Linked DNA regions of Zea mays: region 2 is linked to region 1. A link is a contact called in public Hi-C data. All regions are on one chromosome and are shown on one strand. The core of a region is the stretch at or near the end of the contact, and the rest is flanking DNA. Distances in the headings are between cores, read along the strand shown. Region 1 holds the start of LOC100282974. Region 2 holds the start of LOC103648272 (Fanconi anemia group D2 protein homolog).

Region 1 (7,305 bases), core at 3,257-5,756:
TATATATATATATATATACTGCATTTATATATTACACCTGGGTGCATTCAATATAGAGAATGCACCCAGACCGAACCCACGCGCCAGGTCCGAGCCAACCGTCCCACTCAGGCCGTCTTCGTCCCTCTCGCACGTCTTCGTCGCTCCCGCACGCTCTCGACAGAACCTTTTCACTTTCCCGCCCACGCCCCTCTTTCTCCACGAACGACCCAACCTCTTCACATAAGTTGCAATCACACCAGACCAGCAGTTGCAATCACACCAGACCAGCAGTTGCAATCATTGTTTTGTTTAACAGATTTTTGGACATAGTTATATAGAAGTTGCAATCACACCAGACCAGCAGTTGCAATTACACCAGAAAGCAGTTGCAATCACACCAGACAACAATTGGAATCATTGTTTGTTTAACAGATTTTTGGACATAGTTATATAGAAGTTGCAATCACACCAGACCAGTAGTTGCAATTACACCAGACAGCAGTTGCAATCATTGTTTGATTAACAGATTTTTGGACATAGTTATAAAGAAGTTGCAATCACACCAGACCAGCAGTTGCAATTACACCAGACATCAGTTGCAATCATTGTTTGTTTAACAGATTTTTGGACATAGTTATATAGAAGTTGCAATCACACCAGACCAGCAGTTGCAATTACACCAGACCAGCAGTTGCAATCATATTTTTTTAATAAAATTTCCCAGAGTTATTCAGTACTTGCAATCACATCAGAGCAACTCAGCAGTTGCATCCGCACCACACCAGCAGTTGCAATTATAACACACCAGCAGTTGCAATCATTTTGTTTACATTTTTTAACAGATATTTGGGTAGAATTATACAACAGTCGCAATCACACCTAATGCGGGGGACAGGGAGGCGCGCTGATAGAGAGGCGCGCGGCGGCGCGAGGACAGGGAGGCACGCGGCGGCGCGGGGACATGGAGGCGCTCGGCGGCGGTGGGGGAGAGGGTGGCGCTCGGCGGCGATGGGGGAGAGGGTGGCGCGGGGACAGGGAGGCGCGCGGCGGCGGGGGACAGGGAGGCGCGCATACAGGAGGGCCGAGGCGTGCTCGGGGTGTTATTGCAGGTGGGTGCATTCAATATAGAGAATGCACCCAGGTGCATTTTAGTGCCGCCGTATATATATATATATATATATATATATATATATATATATATATATATATATATATATATATATATATATATATATATATATATATATATATATATATATATATATATATATATATATATATATATATATATATAGTACCGATTGGTTTACATATTGATAACGTAATGGGTAATCAATAACGTTAGATCATATTTGTTTAAGTTCAACTGTAATCGATATCACACTATAAATAGACACCTCCTTATTCAAATTTGTTACCATCGGTATTCGAGTGTGAATCATTACCATTTACGTTACATTTTGTAAACCAAACGGCATCATATATCTATATCTATACTTTTTTCTAATTAACTATTATATTAAAAACCTAATATGAGTATTTAGTGCTATCAAAGCTTCACTCTCCGCGCTAGCACACCGCGTTAAAACTAGTATAAAGCGAGTACTCGAAACCACAACCCCTTGCTCCATACATTTGGAGGTAACTATAAGGCCACACATACATTAGTGTTTATAAATAAACAATAATTATATTTAATAAATATTTCAATACATATTTATCTATACTACTCTATTAAGAATCTAATGTGGGCACCTGGTGCTGCCACAACTTCATCCTCCACACTGACACTCTGAGCCCGCCCCACGCGTTCAAACTGGTTCTTTTGTCCCTCTCTCGGCTACTGCCATGCGTACACGCTGACACTCTAGTCTCGCCCCACGCTATCTGACTGGTTTTCTTGCCCCTCTCTTAGCTATGTACTACCCTGTGGACCCCAGCGCCCACGCAGCTACTGCACCTGCTCAGCACCCGACCTCACCCACACAGCTACCACACCGCGCAAAAAAATGCAGAGCGAGCACTCAGATCTACACCCCCAGCTCTAGAAATTTGGAGCCACACGTATCTTAGTATTTAGATAGAAATAAAAAAATAATTATATTTAAATAAATATCTTGATACCTATTTATATGATATATAAAAATCGTAGCAAAGCACGGTCAACTGGCTAGTTCTATGTATTAACCATGGGAGCCACTGGCACCAGTTAACGGTGATGGAGTCTGTGCCGAGTGCTCCACAGAGTGACACTAGACAAAGGCTCACCCTTTGTTGAGTGTCTGCAGACCGACACTCGGCATAGAAACTTGTAACATTAATATTTTATTATTGTGAAGCTTATAACATTAACATTTTATTATTGTGAAGCCTATAGCATTTTCATCACAGTTATTATTGTGCAGATGCTGAGAGATGCACACAGCCCATCTACCCACACAGCCCGGCGTCGATTTCAGGAAACTGGCATGTCCTTAATTATTGCAAGAATAGCCAGCGATGAACGCAAATTAAGATCGATGCTCGGGATCCACATGACTCAAGAAACCACGGGCGCGGGAAGGCTCGTCGACTCGTCGTCACAACATATATATATGACTGAAAAAAAAAGCTCGAGTTAAATGATCAGACTCCATAACTCAGTTCGGTTCGAACTAGCTCAACGATTGGCTCGGCTCGACTCGGCTCGTGAGCTGGCTCGTGGCTTCACCCAACAATAATTTGTTACATAAAATCCTAATTAACATATAATATTAGTACTGAATAGACAATTAATTTATGTTATTTGATATTACTATACAAAATTAATCTATTTCCTTTATTATATTATTAATATATCTATTATACTAATTTAAAATATATTATTTAAAATAATTTTAAGCTTTTATATTATAATTTAGAGAGCAAATTCACGTTTATGCATGACTAGGCTCGTTAGCCGGCGAGCCAGGAGCGAGCCGAGCCGCTTTTCCAAGCTCGTCAGATGTAGGGCTGGATATCGAGCTGGCTCGACTCGGCTCGGTTCGACTCGAGTTGACTCGTTATGATAACGAGTTAGCTCGACTCGACTCGTTATGATAACGAGCTGGAGAAGCTGCTCGGCTCGGCTCGTTTGGTAACTCGGTCTGACTCGATTAACTTGTGAGCTAGCTCGTTATCAAAGTTGCCATAAGCTCCACCGGTTCTTGGGCTTCCATGGAGGCGAGCCGTCGACCGGCGATGGGCAAGTGGGCGCCGGAGGCCGGACAACCGAACAGGGCGAGGGCGCCGTCGGGGAAGATGAGCAGACGACGAAGAACAGACTGCTCATCGTGTCTTGAGCAGACAACGAAGAACAGACGGGCAGACGACGGAGGGCACACGCCGGCACGCCGCACACCGGCGCGGCGGTGCTGCAGCCTACTCTGCTCCACGGACAGTGGCGGCTGGCGGCTCTAGGGTTTAGGTTTTGGGGAGAGAGAGGGAGAGACCGAGAGCATGAGGGAAGGAGAAGGCAGAAGCCAAGCGCCGTCTCTAGTCTCTGTCTGTTCGGCTGCTGCGTCAAGCGTCATTGCGTGTCTTGTGTGGGCTGTGTCACCGTGTGGCTGGGCTGCTTGGCTGACTATGGGTGGGACTGGGCTGGGCCATTGCAGATTAGAAGTGATGTAAAACTCGTTTGGCTCGCGAGTAACTCATGAGTCAGCTCGAGTTTGGCTCGTTAAGAATCGAGTTAAATTGTTAGCTCAGCTCATGACTCATTTTAAACGAACCGAGTCGAGTCGAGTCACTAATGAGTCGAGTCGAGCGAGTTACCGAGTCACGAGTTTTTTGTCCAGCCCTAGTCAGATGAACGAGACGAGCCAAGTTCGGCTCGGCTTGTTTCCACCCCTAACCGTATCCCCTGACGGAAGAACTCACAAAAACAACACTAGTTTGAGAAGATGTTTAGAAAATCATCCATTTTCAAGCAATCTGTACAACGGCACCATTTTCACTAAATTAATTTGGAAAACAACACTACATCTATTTTTTGCATTTTTTATTGCTTACACTACATATAGATACACATATAGATAGACTAAATTAATTCTATTCATTTTACAGCTCATTTTAATCTCTTCTGTTCATAAGAAAAACATAAATAGATAAAATATACAAACTCTATTTTTATAGTGTTAAACATACAAATAAACACATATTTTTTTACGAGGGAAGAAGTTTAGATTTAACCGTGGAACTTCAAACATCAAATAGTGATGAGTGACGTGACCTTCCGCTGGGTCCAACCACGTGCGCGGAAAGGCTCGTCGTCACAGCATCCCCGACTCCCTGTCAGGTGTCCGGCCAGCTCTGTCCCAGACCTGACCTGACGGAACCACGGAGGGCGACGGCAGCCGAGGACGTTGTTGCGCATCGTGATAACTTCTCCGAATTAGTTATAAACGGACTTCTTTTTTCCCCCTTTTTGGGACCGATGGGGTATGCACTATTTTAGGCCCGTTAACTCCCAACCCAAGACGGGCCAGAGGATTTCTATTGTAGAAATGCAGTTAGGCCCATTAGGTTTTGCCCTTTTTTTTCAGACTCGGATTGGTCCGCCCTCCTTGTGCTCCGCCGGCAATGGCGTCCACCGCCGTCAAGCTCATCGGCAAGTTCCTCCGCTCCCTCTCCCACCTCACCGTCCTGTATCGTCCCCTCTCTACCCCGGACTGACCCTCTGCCTTCACCTTGCCCTCCACCCCCCTCCCTCCCCTTCTGCGGCCGTGGCGAGCACCCCACCAGACATCGCAGTCAACTTCACAGGTAACTCAAATACCCTCCGTTTCGCTCTTTTCTTAGTGCTTACGTACCTCGTAACTGGTTGCCTGCTTCTTGTGCCTCTCTCTCTCTCTCTCTCTCCCTCTTCCCGCGTGGCGTGCGCCGCCGTACGGGCTGTTTGCTGCTACTGCCTTGAAGATGGCATGTTCAAGGGCATCTACCACGGCAAGCAGTGCCACGCCGCCGACATCCCGGCCGTACTCGCGCGCGCGTGGGCTGCAGGCGTCGATCGCATCATTGTAAGTGTGCCCCCGCCGGTGTCGTCTCTTTTCTCGCTGCCTCCTAACGCGCCTCGGTTTCCTGGTAAATTCTTCCCACCCTTGTTTTGCTGGGGCGGCAGGTCACCGGAGGCTCCCTGAAAGAGTCCAGAGAGGCATTGCAGATCGCCGAGACCGACGGTAAGCTTGCCTGCATGTCTGCTTGCTGTGCTTCCTTGACTACTGATGTGCTCGGTGGTGCTTGTAAGGTGTTCGGTGAAATGCACCTGAGAAGTTGTCTTGTGTGTATGCAATGCAGGGAGACTGTTCTGCACTGTGGGAGTGCACCCAACAAGATGCGGGGTAGCTGGAATTTTTGGATTTGTATTTGCCATCGTTGTTTAGTGGTTCTGTTGACTCCTGATCTGGTGCATTTTGGATGGTCAGGAATTCGAGGAGAGTGGAGATCCCGAGGGTCATTTTCAGGCACTGCTGGCTCTAGCGAAGGAGGGTTTAGATAAAGGCAAGGTTGTGTATGATTATTTTGTTTCCAAGCAGGCAAAAAATGTTGTAACTATTATTTTCTTCTTGTAACCTATTGATAAATTGCTAGGGACAGTAATTCAGCCATGTGTTAGGATTGGAGCTACTGAAAGTTCTCGCAGGTTCTTACTTAAACAATGTTATATAAATCAATGATATAACTCAAAGTTCACATGACCCAGAAACAACAGTATGCCTTTTCTGTCCCAAGCAGGTTGGATTAGGTTAGAGATGAAACCCGTCTAGAGCCACAAGAAAGTGTATATCATAAATATGTAAAAAAAAGGAGCTAAATCAGTTGTAGTGGTAGTAAACAATGTTTACTTAATGCAAATGATGAACAGTTATGCCTATTTCAGAAACAGAAACAAGAACGAAATATAGATCAAGAGGGTCAGGTGCAAACTAAACATTACCCGATCTGTGCTTGCGACGTTGTGTCCAATTATTTACTTGTCAATCCACTGTTTCAGCAAAAGGACATGCACATATATCTGAACCGTTCTTTAAGTTTTGAAATATGAAGATATGATGTTTTTGTAGTGAGCCACACAGTGCTTATTTCAGTCCCCACTCTCTACCATCCTCCAGGGAAAAAACACTAGCAATCTTACATGAGTTCCAAGTTTTGCAGGTCGTTGCTGTTGGTGAATGTGGTTTGGATTATGACAGACTTCAGTTCTGTCCGGCAGATATGCAAAAGAAGTATACAATCTTGTTCTCCTATGCACAGAAATTGGCATTTAATCTATTCATTTCTGAGTGATTTATTTTGTATTAGGTACTTCGAGAAACAATTTGAGTTGGCTGAAGCAGTAAAACTGCCCATGTTTCTTCACATGCGTGCTGCTGGTGAAGACTTCTGTGAAATCATGACACGGAATTTGCACAGGTAGCATATAATCTGTATTCGGTAGGTGGTGTTCCTCAATGATGCCCTGCTGGATACACTCTTGTTTTTAATGAAACAGTTGAAAGTACACTGGTTGTAGGAGTTACCTATGTTTCAATTCACTTGTTATGTTTTATAACTATTTCTTGATCTCTCTGTCTGTTTTTCTCTTTGGCAGATTCCCTGGTGGGGTTACACATTCCTTCACTGACTCAGCAGAAGATCGGGACATGCTACTTTCTTTTGAGAAGATGTTTATAGGTAAAATCTCTTTACCTAGCAATAAAAATCTGCATCTCTTGCAACATGATAAACTTCAGAGTAAAGATAGTCAATTGACCACCCTTTAGGTAGTTGTAACAAGCTATTCCGAATTCTGTTGTAATTCCTTTTGTGATTCAGTTCTGTGTTGAAAATTTCCATTTGGATATTGATAACTGAAACAACTGTAGAATTTGATACTCTGTTATTCTTTATCTCCCAGTCGAGTCAGATGATTGTGAATCGTGGTTGCAGGTGTTAATGGTTGCTCTCTGAAAACTAACGAAAATCTTGAGGTTCTACGAGGCATTCCTGTCGAGAGGTTGATGATAGAAACAGATTCTCCATATTGTGACATAAGAAATACTCATGCTGGAAGCCAGTATGTAAAATCTGTCTGGCCATCTAAGAAGAAAGAAAAGTATGAGCCAGATTCAACAGTAAAAGGTCGCAATGAGCCTTGTTTAGTTAGGTAAGTTGCAACAGTTTGCCATTAATTCTTGGGTTCTCTTGCTCAGTATAGACTGGTTGCTGAGTTTTTAAATATGACAACTGTTTTCCATTGTAGAGAATATTTGCTTCTCATTTAAGTACTCCATTCTTTTACATGCTTTCTCTGTAGAAGCATCCAAG
Region 2 (7,305 bases), core at 2,170-4,669, 270 kb before region 1:
TTACAAAGCAAGAACCGCCACTTTTTTTGCATTAAGTCATGCTTAATCTTAACACTTTCCCTTTGAAAAGTTGGCAATTTTCCTGTTTCCTGTGTTTTCCCCATGAAATTCCTGTCAACGAGAGCTTAAACTGCTTTGAATGGCTGGCAGATGCATGGTGTTGTCAATTTCTTCGGACGAATCTCATTCCTTGTTGAACAGAACACTCAGGCATCCTATTTCTTCATGACAGCAATGCTGCAGGTACTTTTTCTCTTACATGCATTTATTTTTTTTTGCTGCCAGTATTCGAATCAAACGAGTCACTCATCCCTGTACTAAAATCGTTGTCATCACGGTGCCGGCTAGCTCTTCGACCGGTCCGGTATGCTCTACGGTGAGCTTGCACGGTTTGTGCTGCGTTTGCTAGGAGTGAGAAGAAAGCCAAAGAAGGGGGGCAGCATTCAGGGGCCAGAAGCGCTGGCGTTCGAGGGACCTAGCCGGCAGTCTACCGAGGCACCGAAAACGAACAACTGGGACAACGTCTGGGGAAACTGAGATCATGCCTATGGGTGCAACGAGTTGAATCATATAGAAGAAGTGCAAGGGCTATGACCTATGGGAGTTTGCTTGCCTTTTGATTCATCAAAAAGAAGATTGCGGCCAGATACCGCCTTTGGTGGCAACTTAGGGGAAGCTGTGAAGAAGAAACTGCTGGGCCTCTCTTGCTTTTCCCAGCTTTGCCTTGATGTACCTGCGAGGGCCATGGCCCATGACACTGGTAGGTTTTTTTTTTCATCGCAACTGTAAGGTTTGGTGAAGAACGGTTTCACAGTGCACTGATATATATGTAGCTGCTTGCTGCTGTTGTGATATCAGTGTGGGTATCGATTGTTTGTATATCTCTATCTGGGTAAATAGTGTCCGCCTTCGAAAAGAATACATCAAATGTTTGTGCACCCTTTACAGCCTCGTCTAACTTGGTTTTGAATTTGGACTTGGACTTGTTGAGAGTCCCCACCCCATGCAAGTGTCGATTCTGTTGAGATGTCACCTTCTGTCAATATGCTTTTCTGCTGGTAATCTAGCTGCTGGCATGGCATGGAGACTGGAATTGCGTCTCCATGAAGGGAACCTGTTCGACATTTGATAGTGGAGGGCTATTAGGCTTTGGGATCATCCATTCCATAGACAGACACCTCTCTTTCCCTGCTCTTCCTCCAGTAGCTTTGTCTGTACGTTCACGCGGAAGCTCCAAGAGACAAGAGGGAGCGCCTCATCTCGCTCCCACTCGCCTGTTTCGCCGCCTCCTGCAGGCCAGCCCTGTTCTCTTGTGCTGCAAGAGAACAGGCCAGCTCCCGTTTCCTCTCTTCGTTCAGATGAAGACTGTCATCCTGGGCAACTTTCCAGCGTTGAGGAGGTTGCTTCAACTGGACACGTTGAGACTCTCTCCAGCAAGGCAGCAACACTCGCTATTACGCTGCCATTGGGAAAGGAAGGCCGCTGACTTCCTTCACAGCAGTGCAGTGAAGAAGGTGACCTTGTACTTGGACTCCAACTAGTAGTAAATCCGGGCCAGGAGGACTATGACTTAGGCTATCTCCAGCAACGTCCTCTAAATTTCATCTTCTAAAAGAATATTCTCTGTCCTTTACAGACTACTCTAAAAGATTTCGTACTCTATATTTTTACTCTCTCCAGCAGCGTCCTCTATATCTCATCCTCTATATTAAATAATCAATTAAAATCGCTATATCAACGTCACCTCCACGTGGGCCCTTTATTTGTCCGGAGCCTACAAAGAGCTATACACGTGGGCCCCTTAGGCTGTTTCCAGCAGCGTCCCCTAAATTCTATCCCTTAAAAGAATATTCCCTGTCCTTTACAGCACACTCTAAAAGATTATGTCCTATATATCTTCTCAGTCTCCAGCAACGTCCCCTAAATCCGGTCCTCTAAAGCTACAGTGATAACAGACTTCCTTTTTTCATTGATTTAGTTTTTTTATTTGTTTGCATATAATCGAAACAACATTTTAGTTTTTACACAGAATAATCTCTATTTTATAGAACCAAACAACTAAATGATTGTAGCTAGAAAAGAACTTTCAGATTGGATAGATAATCTTACTATGAATATCTGCAAGGAATTCTCCTGACTGACCTTCTCGAGGTCATCCTGATTTTCCATTACGAAATCATCAAGTTAGCCAAAACCAAAACAAAAGAGATTGGATACAAGCAACGATAACCCTAACCTGTGCAGGAGCACAACAACCGTTGAGCTATGCATTGTCTTCCTTGAGTTCGCTGACCAAATCTTACATGGCTGCATCATCAAAATAGAACAAAAAAATTGAAGTAGGCAAAAAGAACAAGCGCTTTGCCCCAAAACCCTCCCTCCTATCCCATCGGTTCCAGGGACAAATCCAGAAGCTTTTAGACGCTGCTCTGAGTGGGATCGACGATTTTTGTTGCAGATCGAAAACACACGGCGCCATCCCGTTGGGGTGCCGGTCTTCTGCGTCGTCATGACCACGTAGTCACACGCCTCTAGGTGGGCCCCCAGCTTGAGCACGACTGCCGCAAAGTTCTTCCTCGTCATCTGCTTCGTCGCTGCTGCCGCGGAGATTGAGGAGCGAGGCAAGGAACCAAGCGTTGCTAGCGGAGATTGGGGGCTTGCTGTGCATGGATTGGATGGGGACTCGAGGGAGCGTGCACGGCCAAGGAGAAGTTTCGCCAAAGCGGGTAGACTCGTCGTCGTCGGAGAAGAACCCTGAAGACGATGTGCTGCACGACGGACGCGAGAGGGTTTCGACTTCCGAGCAAGCGCGGGAGCGAAAGGGAGGAGACGGCGCGAGAGTGATAGCGGGCGGTAGCGTGACCGCCACATTTGGAGGACGACGAAGACACGCTATATTTTAGCGAAGGTTTTAGCGTGCGTTGCTGGAGTCGTAGCGAATGTCTCGATCCGCTATATTTAGCGTACAGAGCCATTTACCGCTCCTTGCTGGAGACAGCCTTATTTGTCTGGAGCCTGCAAAGAGCTATACACGTGGGCCCCTTATTTGTCCGGAGCCTGCAAAGAGCTATAGAGGAGCCTCCAAATTTAGAGGTCGTGGCGAGGCTCCTGTATTTTACAGGAGGTTGTAGGGGACGTTGCTGGGGAGAAAAAGTAAACCGAGATCCGCTAAATTAAAGGTACCGGACGGTGTACCGTCCCTTGCTGGACACAGCCATATGAAAACTACCCTAGCCCTGGTCAGACTCAAGTTAGCCATCTACTGAAGTTAAAATGATCCAGCATCTGCATTGCTTGCAGCTCTGATGGCTGGGTGGTGGGCAGCAAATACACGGCCCAAAGGAGGCCCGCCTGACATTATTGTTCCTCGCAGCTTCCTCCCGTGGCGCCAAAAATTTCATTTCATTTTCCCCAAACCCATCCCCCAATTCCCCCCCAAAACCTTCCCAGTGTGTCTTCTCGACGAAGGAAGCCATCTCGTCTCTCTCCGCTCCGGCGATTGATCGGCGGCGCCGATGGTGTTCCTGCAGCGCAGCCGCCCCGTCAACCCCCGCAAGCGCCCGGCACCGCCGCCCGAGCTCGAGCCCGAGCCCGAGCCCCCCAGGCCCGGCCCGGACGCTTCATCCGCCGTCGACGCGGCGGCGGCGCTGCTCGCGGACGCGGGCTGCACGCTCCTCGTCCCGCCGCACCAGCCGCCGTCCCTCCCCTCGCCGCACTCCTTCGCTGCCCGCCTCTCCCGCAAGCTCTCCGCCGGCGGGGACGCCTCCTCGCCCTCGGCCCCCGCCCGGCGCCTCCTCGAGGGCCTCGCCGCCTTCGCGGCCTCCTCCCCCGCGCGGCTCCGCCAGCTGCTCCTCCCGACGGCGCCGCACGAGCCGAGCCTTGCCCGCGCGCTCCTCTCCGTCCCCGCGCTCCAGCCGGGCCTGCTCGCGCTGCTCCTCGAGAAGCTGCCCGAGCACTTCGGCGGCGACGGCGCGCTCGACGGATCGCCGCTGCAGGACGACGTGGGGAGGCTCATCGTGTCGCAGTTCCGCTGGCTCGATTTCCTCGCCGACGCCGACGCCTTCGTCGACAAGCTCGTGGAGGTGCTCTCCGTGGCCCCGCACCGCCTGAAGAAGGAGATCATCGGCTCGCTCCCGGAGATCGTTGGCGACAAGAGCCACGCCGCCGTGGTCGCCGCGCTCGAGAAGCTCCTGCAGGAGGACTCCGAAATCGTTGTCGCCGTGCTCGATGTGCTGTCGGATCTTAACCTCAACGAGGAGCTGCAGGAGCAGGTGATGTAGACACATTTTGTTCTCTGTTTTGTGTCTGTCAGTGAACTTTGTTTTGTATGTCAGTATGATGCTACCATCTGAATCTGATGACGTCACCCTCCTGCAGGCAGTGACTGTTGCGATATCATGCATCCGGACAATTGCTCCAGACCAGACGCCTCATCTGCTCAGGTTCTTGCTGTTGTCGGCTACACCAGTCAATGCTGGGAGGATTATATCGCAGATACGTGAGCAGCTCAAGTTTGTTGGTGTTGTCGATCCACGGGCTGCACGGAGTAAGAAGCTCAAAGGGAAGGCATCAGCTAATAGCACTGATGGGGCAATACTTGATACACTGAGATCAGGCCTACGGTTTAAGAATGTAAACTGTTTTAATCTTCAGCTTATTTTGCAGCACAGTACTGCAGATTGGGGAAGCTCTCCCCTTAAACTTTTCGAAATCATTTTTGCCACTATGTTCAAGGTTCATCTTGGCTGTGTTTTGCTGTGAACCACAGATGCTTTGTGAGGCTTTCCTGAAGGAGCTGAAGTCAGTTGACCACCCGAGGGATCACAAAGTGATTGATGTTTGGCTCATCATGCTTATCTATGCCAATGGTGGTGCTCTAGAGAAGGCTGCAAAGAAAATACTGAAGTCCAAGATCTTACATGAGTGCATAAGAGAGACACTGTTTGATCAATGTATTCATGGGAACACTGAACTGGTAAAGGTTAGTTCTTCATTATACTGCAACGATTGTATACATGCAGCATACATGTGACTAATCATGCTAATTTGGAGTCTAAATGCGCCATGATTTAACTTGAGTCAGGAACATTTCATGTCATACCTCTCAGTTAGCGATTACTTGTTGGCTTGCAAGGAAGAGAAAGCTAGAGAGTTTGCGGCTTATTTGTTCACAGCACTATTTGAAGAGTTCACTGATACATACTCCAGGCAAGAGGTACCACTTGGCTTCCAACACTTTTGGTTGTAATGATTCACATGCTAAAAAGGTTGAGAATGTCTATATATGCTTATGGCATGGAATAATCTTTGTGATTCTGAAACATTCAATGTTGTAACACTTTCAGACACTTTGGTGGTTTAAGTGCGAATACATAACTAATGGATATGTACTCTGTGAATTAGTATTGAATGGCGATGTCAGGTCCAGCATATATATGAACGATACATTGAAAATGATGTTCTTAAACTCATACTATTTCTGCATGCTAGAGGGAATGTAGTACTTATACTATGGGTAGAAGAGTGTTGGAACTACTGATGAAGTGATATCGATAACTGATTACAGTTGAGAAACTTAGTGTCATCTGATTTCTGGTCATGACAAAAACCATGGTATAACCGTATAAGGACGAGATTTATTTAGTGTTAAGCCAAAGAAATTTAGTCAATGAAATTTTGTTGCACATGGAATTGCTTATCTTTGATTACAAATTATCTGTTCTGTTTTGTGCATTTTATCTGTTCATCATTTCCTAATAGTTTGTCCCTTCTTTTTTGCAGCTTGTGGGTTCATTGGTCACTCATATAGGATCTGGGGTTAGTTACGAAGTTTCATCTGCTCTGGATATCATGATTTCTTTAACATCCAACAATTCGGAAGAACTGATTCCTATATCTTCACACATAACTGGTAAGGTACTTTCATATGCTAGTAGTTGGTCTTTACTCCACCCTTTGTATTATTCCTCTTCTTCTGATATACAATTCACAGAGCTTCTGCATATTGAAGAAAAAACATACTTTCCTTTGTATTTAGTGCTTTTCATTTTCTTAATAGACATATCAACCTTTTCAATACAGGAATATTGGATTACTTGGAGAGTTTTGGCGAAGATAATCTTCGGAAGGTTTGTGATACATTGTTCATTTCTCTTCTACTCTGTGCCTTCATAAATAATAGCTAATCAAGAACTTATAGGTTTATGATATCTTCTGTCGTTTGGCACTGGCTGCTGGCTTCAATACTGGTTCAGGTGGCTCTTCAGTTGCTAACGAGGTTCTAATGGTGGTGAGGAAGCAGGTATGATCACATTTATTACATGGGTAGCACATTTTTCCGACAAAGACATCTTTCACTAGCAAAGTACAAACCGTTATTGTTCTGTGCCTACTTCTTACCTTGTAGGTTAGTAATCCAGACATGAAGTATAGACGGATGGGAATAATTGGGGTTTTAAGGATAGTTTCTACTATCGCTTCCACTGATGTCAATGCTGCTGTGAACTGTTCATCATCTCAGGTTTGTTTAAGTACAATGTAAATTTAGGATAAGTGGCAATATTATGGTTATCATGTCGCCACACGCCACGACAAGGCGAGTCGCCAGCTGGGCGCATGGACACCTAGACACCAATTTGTTTAGCAGCAAGTATGCAACATATATCATACAAGATATAAAAAACTAGCAAATAAAATATAGGTAGCAAGCAATTATATATGTCTAGCAAATACATGATAAAACTGAATAACTGATAAATATGGCATATTATCCTGCCCTAAGTCCATAAGGCTTAATTAGTATATAAGTCCATCTCATTTATGCCGCACACATGCTCGTCACTTGCAGTTGCAGCAGCATCATCTGTAGCAAGAGCTTGGCCATAGTCATCTTCAACATGTAGATCATCAAGAGCAACAAAGTCAATTTCAGCTTCTTTGTCTTCTCCTAATCCTTGTTGTTCTTGTTCTGAAATTATGGTTGTGGTGGATGTTGAAGCAGCAGCTACAACACCATTTCAACGAGTATAGATCCTGCTCATCCTAGGAAAATTACGGTTCTGTAGTGATGTTGTTGCACCAATGGCTTCATGAACACGAGACCAGAAAAGATCATGATCTTCAGGATGATCTCTTCTTCATTGTTAGTTGCCATTTGAACCTATTGGAACTCTTCTAAGATCAAAGGGTTTAGATTTTTTTCTTCCACATGTCTCTTTTTGAGCCTTTCAATTATCTTGTATCAGATATAAAGCAAATCATTCAACCTTTGGTTCTCTAATCTGTTTCTTTTATTTGTATAGATCT

The links. Hi-C and Micro-C count contacts between places; a contact is called where the count stands out from the background.
Region 2: a contact with region 1 is called in a Hi-C map of leaf, with 2.6 times the contacts expected there. The contact joins the promoter of LOC103648272 here to the promoter of LOC100282974 in region 1. A contact is called at or near these places in 14 of 25 Hi-C or Micro-C datasets (bundle sheath, ear, endosperm and 5 more) and 1 of 3 datasets of contacts at active chromatin or transcription factors (leaf).

What each region holds. Positions count from the first base shown.
Region 1 is chr2:240,662,740-240,670,044 of Zm-B73-REFERENCE-NAM-5.0, reverse strand. It overlaps LOC100282974, which reads left to right and starts at 4,506. Exons shown (of 12, transcript NM_001155878.2): 1 at 4,506-4,609; 2 at 4,744-4,764; 3 at 4,918-5,018; 4 at 5,120-5,177; 5 at 5,296-5,339; 6 at 5,424-5,504; 7 at 6,154-6,224; 8 at 6,301-6,411; 9 at 6,590-6,672; 10 at 6,928-7,144. The coding sequence starts at 4,582.
Region 2 is chr2:240,933,416-240,940,720 of Zm-B73-REFERENCE-NAM-5.0, reverse strand. It overlaps LOC103648272 (Fanconi anemia group D2 protein homolog), which reads left to right and starts at 3,419. Exons shown (of 31, transcript XM_020548742.3): 1 at 3,419-4,271; 2 at 4,378-4,632; 3 at 4,769-4,981; 4 at 5,084-5,215; 5 at 5,782-5,911; 6 at 6,082-6,128; 7 at 6,200-6,301; 8 at 6,407-6,520. The coding sequence starts at 3,516. LOC100194278 reads left to right here. Exons shown (of 5, transcript NM_001401399.1): 4 at 151-243; 5 at 349-943. The coding sequence ends at 537.